Linked DNA regions of Hordeum vulgare: region 1 is linked to region 2. A link is a contact called in public Hi-C data. All regions are on one chromosome and are shown on one strand. The core of a region is the stretch at or near the end of the contact, and the rest is flanking DNA. Distances in the headings are between cores, read along the strand shown. Region 1 has its middle 150 kb from the start of LOC123405570. Region 2 overlaps LOC123404523 (E3 ubiquitin ligase PARAQUAT TOLERANCE 3-like).

Evidence for each region. A called contact is a pair of places that touch in the nucleus more often than the background predicts.
Region 1: a contact with region 2 is called in a Hi-C map of leaf, with 2.7 times the contacts expected there. The contact joins two enhancer-like sites. A contact is called at or near these places in 3 of 6 Hi-C or Micro-C datasets (leaf and seedling).

What each region holds. Positions count from the first base shown.
Region 1 is chr6H:439,779,410-439,782,300 of MorexV3_pseudomolecules_assembly, forward strand. No RefSeq gene overlaps it. Among protein-coding and RNA genes, the nearest start is that of LOC123405570, 150 kb to the left of the region's middle. Within about 2 kb of position 1,307, at least 2 of the 3 cell types and tissues checked have open chromatin away from gene starts, as enhancers often do. A contact at or near this core is called in leaf, where this site is marked.
Region 2 is chr6H:439,416,540-439,419,510 of MorexV3_pseudomolecules_assembly, forward strand. LOC123404523 (E3 ubiquitin ligase PARAQUAT TOLERANCE 3-like) reads left to right here. Exons shown (of 15, transcript XM_045098450.1): 14 at 496-703; 15 at 1,613-2,505. The coding sequence ends at 2,266. Among protein-coding and RNA genes, the nearest start is that of LOC123404523, 9.2 kb to the left of the region's middle. Within about 2 kb of position 1,477, at least 3 of the 3 cell types and tissues checked have open chromatin away from gene starts, as enhancers often do. A contact at or near this core is called in leaf, where this site is marked.

The DNA.
Region 1 (2,891 bases), core at 57-2,556, 360 kb after region 2:
AGGATTGGTAATTTAATAGCATGAAGCAATCAAAAATTATGGATACGATTGAGATGTGTCATTCGGCCAGAAAGACCCGCAACGAAACATCGAACAACAACCACCATGCCGCCCACACGACAATGGTAGCCTACCAGCACCCTACTCGCAAGCTCCGCCCACGGGCACAACGACTCTCTCCACTAGGGCCACCGTCCTGGATACGAACACCACTCTCTTGAAACAGGCTTTCGCCCTGCTTTATATATAAAACGAATATTCCAGCATCCAGACAACCACAGCCGAACAGAGTGAAAAAAACATAAAATAGCTGAGGCCACAGCACAGACACGTACAGATACGGACACCACTGATCCCATCCATGAGTATGAACTATCATCGATCAGCATACCTACATGGATGGCGCTGCTAGTAACCGGTTGACCATATCGCCGCCCATCTAGGACCAAGAGACATCAGGCCGAGGAAAAGGAGAGTAAAGGGTGGCCCGACCACATTCGAGCCACCCATCCCTTTCGATAGCCTCCGCACATGCCATCCCCTGTGCCCCCCCCCCCCCCCCCCACACGGCTCCCGACCAACATCCACACGAGGTAAGTGTCGCCCGTCCTCCCATCGGCGATGAGCACCGCACCAGCCGAAGTCTAACGCCAAAGATGGCACTTGGAAGCACCACGAAAGTTGCGTGCAAACCGAGCAGACGCTGAAACAATAACCAGTCGCCGCTGGTGTAGGGAGGGGGCGTACAGCTACATGGTGAGCACAAATCAAACTATTCTTTCGCCTTTGATGTTATGTTGGTTTAATTTAAATTTCCAAAACATCTTATACAAAATTTATTAGTATTTCGAAAAATCAGGAACGGAGGTAGTACCACAACTAGCTTTGAACGATGTCAACAAAGCTTTCTTTTACAGGGTAAAGAATTCATTTCTCAGATTTTAGCAATGTCATTTATAATCAAAGAAGAAATAAAATCAGGCGGGTCATCTTTCCAAACAGAAGAATTTTTCAGCATATATGCTTGTTTAGCCAAAGCTTTTACACCTAGGTTGGCAATCCGCGGGAGAAAAAGTGGTCCACAAACCACAGTGTAGGTCACTTCAACGGTCACCATTCACCACTCCCTAGCGCGGAGCTCCCCCGGTCGCTCTCGACCGCCAGTTCATAACAAAAGCAATTGCCGTTTGCCAGCTCACTTCGCGTCTCGCCTTTTTTTACCCGGTCATCTCCATCTGAGGCTTCGGCGAGGCTGCAACAACTTCTAACCACTTGTGTGTGTCGTCCGTCCGTGTACAAGGTGTTGTTCACTTTTTTTTTTTTTTGCTAGGAACACGCACGAAGTGTTCGTGACACCGGAGTACTATAGTCTAGCTCACCTGGACGGTTGGACGAATTGAGTCTGACCTAGTTTAGTGCCCCGTTAGTTTGAAATTTTAAAACCATAAGAACAGGATGTTCAACTGATTTCCCCTGAAACAGGAATGTTCAGCTGATCATATCTCATATCTCAGATGGTCAGGTTCTCTGTGATTGTCTCTTTTTCTGCATTTCTTTTTAGATTCTTCAGTGCTATTCTTTTAGTGATACAACATGTCTGACAATTAAGTGGTGTTTGCGACGACTTCATCAATTTTAAGATCTATCGATTCAATCTTTTGAAGATGTGTGCATATGGATTAGTGTGTGTGCACAGTGACGATTCTACTGGGTAGGCTTCAACATGCTTCAGTCTGTCGAAGTCTGCCCTCCAAAATTAAAACCCAGTCTATTCGAGCCCATCTCAGCCTAATTTCAGTCCATCTTAGTCCAGATTAATCCTTTGTACTAAAGGTGGGCCTGCCCTTCAAATTCGTTCTAGATTCGTCACTGTGTGTGCATGTATATAAAAATTTATTTTTGCACTTGGTCCTCAAAAAATCCTGTTATATTATTATATGTATTATGTTATACAAATAGCAGAAATTCATGAAAAAGTATTGCGCCATTTATCCGTGAGTGGTGATGAGAACGAGGCAAGGCTCCTTATCGTGTGAGAGATTGGCTACCTATGGTCACCTTAAAGAAAAGCTTCTTAGAGCATCTCTAGCAGATTTCATATATCACCGACTAGCAAAAGTCGTTCACAGTTTGTGGAAAAACGTTTTTGTAGACCAATGTAGGCGGCGGTCGAGCAGACCCCGCAAAACGGACCCGTTAAAAAAATACTATGTGAATATCTTTTTTTACAGATTAGTTTTGCAGGGTCTGCTCGGCCGTCACCCGATGCCGATCCGTATATCAGTTATTCGCATTTCAATTTCGAGCATGAAAACATATATTTTTTTTGTTTCTTTATTTTCTTCAAAGGTATTGGATACATGATAAATCACCAAATCTTTGCCAAAATAGCAAAATCAAAGAAAACAAGAATCACAATTAGGCATTTTGGAATATATCCAACTTCCATAACTGCTCCCACTAGTTGGATCAACATCTTCTCCATGCATTCATTGTTGATCTGCGTATTCTTCATCTTACATTCTTCATTCTTCGGCTTTGATTTGAAAGAATTAGACGTTGATTCCCCTCCGATTTCTTTTCTAATTGCACATGCAACCGCATCATTAGCCTCATTTATACTAAGGAGTGCACGAACATCTATTAAGTTTCTTTCTGTGAATAAATCGATGTATTCTTTTTCCCAATACCTAAATGAGCATCAACCTTCCTACAGACATGAACATCTCAATAAGTTACCAAAATTTAACCAAATAAGTTGACAAAGCCGAACGAAAGAAGAACATACCCCGTCGTTATTATATTTGAAGAATACCCATCCGAAGTGTTGCCGCGTGCTAGATGTGAGTCGCATCACTGTCTCTTGGAAGTCGTCGCATTGTATGAGAGGC
Region 2 (2,971 bases), core at 227-2,726:
TGGAAAAAGAGAGCAAAGATGTGCTTAACTCGAGGTGCTTGCTATTTTGGATCCACTCCCTGCGTTCTTCGTATGTGAGCTGGATCTAATTCTGTAATAAATAGTCGTATCATTTAGTGGAAAAGAAATCTTTACCATCCAATCAAGATTTAATGATCAGGAACGAGGCTGTAGAAACAGCTTTAAAATGGCAATCACACTACATTCTGATATTTGTTTTGCTTTTGATCAAAGCATGTGAGTTATGTGAACCGTGTAGTTGAAACAGTCTTCATAATTTAGCGTTTTGGCTTCATCTAGTTAACTAGCCTTCATAGTTTTGCTCTTGATATTCTTGTTTTCAGTGATGAAACTTGCCACTTGTGTCCCAAAGTGCAAATTCCTTGTGCCTTGAAAGTCCAAATTCCTGAAAGATTCATCCTCAGTTATTCACCATCCTTTATGAAAATGGTTAAAATGTATTAATGAATGCTCAATGCTTATCTACAAATGCAGGGAGAGGGACCGGGAGCGGGAACGTGAACATTCCCGCGAGAGGGAAAAGGAGCGGGAGAGGCAGCGGGAGCGAGACCGTGATGGTGACCGAGACCGAGACCGAGACCGAAACCGAGACCGCGACCGGGACCGGGGCAGGGAGTATCGAAGGGAAGCAAGGGAATCATCAGGAGCCGTAAACGATAGTACATCGATGAGACCTAAGGATGTATGTCTTTTCCTGTCAATCTATTATCTTGCAAAGTTATGTACTGTCAGTTCCATGGTAAACTTGTGGGCGGCGGCGTCAGCAGTGGAGTGGTCAGCACCACTGGACAGGAAGAAGACCGCCCTTTCTGATACTTGCCAAACAAGAAAAGTGCCCTGTTGCATTCGTCAACGTCCCTGGCGTGATCGGGCGGCGTTCTTGGCTGGTACCGGCAAGGCCGATGTGCTCAGTTGCTCCCAGTTTTTTCCATTCGCAAAAGCAGCAGTTGCTGGCCCGAGTTGTGTCGTCCTGCTGCTCCCAGTGTCCTTCCCTGTGCCGTCCTGTTCTCGTTGCGGTTTTGGGCTGCAGGATGGCATCAAATATATGTGGGAGAAACAAATCTGTTTATATATATTTTCACCGGTTTTGGTTTTTCTTCGTATTTGTTTATTTTTGGCTCGTTTTCCCTTTTTTGTTGTTGTTTTGTTTTCTTAAAATGAAAAACTTTTTTTTACCATCTTCTTTCTTCTTGCTTCAAGTTAATCACCATTTCACCATGTTTGATCCCTGATGTGATGTAGATGTAGATAGTGTACAGTGCAAAAGGTAAAAAGGGATCACGACGCCATATGAAAGCGACAATCTGTTTTACAAAAAAAAGTATGATTAGGACTACGTTTTTTTTCTAGACAAAGGAATTAGGATTACGTTGTCAAACAGTCCAGGATATGCTACGTGGTTAGGCCGGCGGCTCGAGGCCTCCTTGTCCATGGTTGGGCCAAGGGCTGTCTGTGCAAAGCATGGAATATTCTTGGCCGTACGATTTGAATCCGTTGGTTATGAATCCAGGTCAAGTCTGTGGGAAATTGGAGGTACTAGCATTATTCTGACTTGTGGTCCCGTTTTTGTTTTTCCTTTTCTTGTGTGCAGAGGTCGAGGCCCCAGACGGACCGGTCGGAGCGCGCACTGCCGCCGCCGCCACACAGCCCCGACCGGCACTCGCGTCGCTCCCCGCACCGCTCCTCCAGCTCCGGCAAGAAGCGCTCCTCGTCGGACCGCTACGACGACCTGCCCCTCCCGCCTCCGCCGCCACCTGCTTCGCGGCACGAGGCAGAGCACGCGAAGGCTGCGGCTGCTGCAGCAGACCAGCGCTCCAAGGCCAAGGCCAGCGTCTTCTCCCGCATCAGCTTCCCGGGCGAAGCCAACACCTCCGACCCCAAGCGCAGCCGCAGGTCGTCCTCCGACAAGCGACCTGCATCCTCGTCGTCTTCATCCAAGAGAAGCGTCGCTGCCGCCGCAGCTGCCGAGGAGAGCGACAACCGTCACCACCACCAGGAGACGGTCTTGGCGGCGGAGGAGGAGAGGCGGAGACCCGCGCCCACGGACTACGACGACGAGGAGCAGTCGAGCGAGGAGGAGAAGCATTTCAAGAGGAGGCCGTCGTCCTCCAGGCGGGAGGGGGAGCGCGAGCGCGAGCGGCAGCACGAGGAGCCGCGGCACTCGCGGCGGTCTAGGGAGCGCGGGGACGGCCACCACCACAGCCACAGCCACAGCCACAGCGGTGGCGGACACAAGCGCCGGTGAGGTGAGGCAAGAATCGAAGGAACCCACCTGCGGCTGCCGCCCCTTCTCCGGTGATGGGGCGTCTGTGATGATAAGCGCGCCTCCTAGGTGTCTCGTGTCTAGCTAGAGCAGAGCTGTCTGCGCTCTGTTTCTTTTCGTCTTCTCTTTCGGTCTTGTACATTGACGACCTTTTGGGATTTGGAGTTGAATCAAATGATCAGATGAGATGATGGTTATAATAAAAAAGATTTCATTATGAATCTTTCGGTCTTCTTGCCTCTTTTTTTTTTGTAGGCTTCTTTGCTCTAGGGATGGGAATTGGGTCCCATTTAATCCCATTTAAACACACTTATTATCTGGTAGTTTAAAATTTTGTTTTTTTTGAGGAAAATGAACTACAAAACTAGAAAAAGCTAAATAAATGAGACTTGTGGCTGCCACTTATTTACCATTTACATTCCTATATACTTGGCTCCGTTTATTTATATCATACACTTTAGAACATACTCTGTAACTTAATATAGCGTCGAAAAACGTCTTGTATTAATATAGCATCGAAAAGCATCTTATATTAAGTTATAGATGTAGTAAATTGTATTTTTTTTTCAAGGTCAAACTTTTTTATGTTTGATTAAATTTATAGAAAAAACTATCGATGTCTATAATGTCAAATAAACAAAATATGAAAATGCATTTCATAATGAATGATCAGGTATTATGAATATT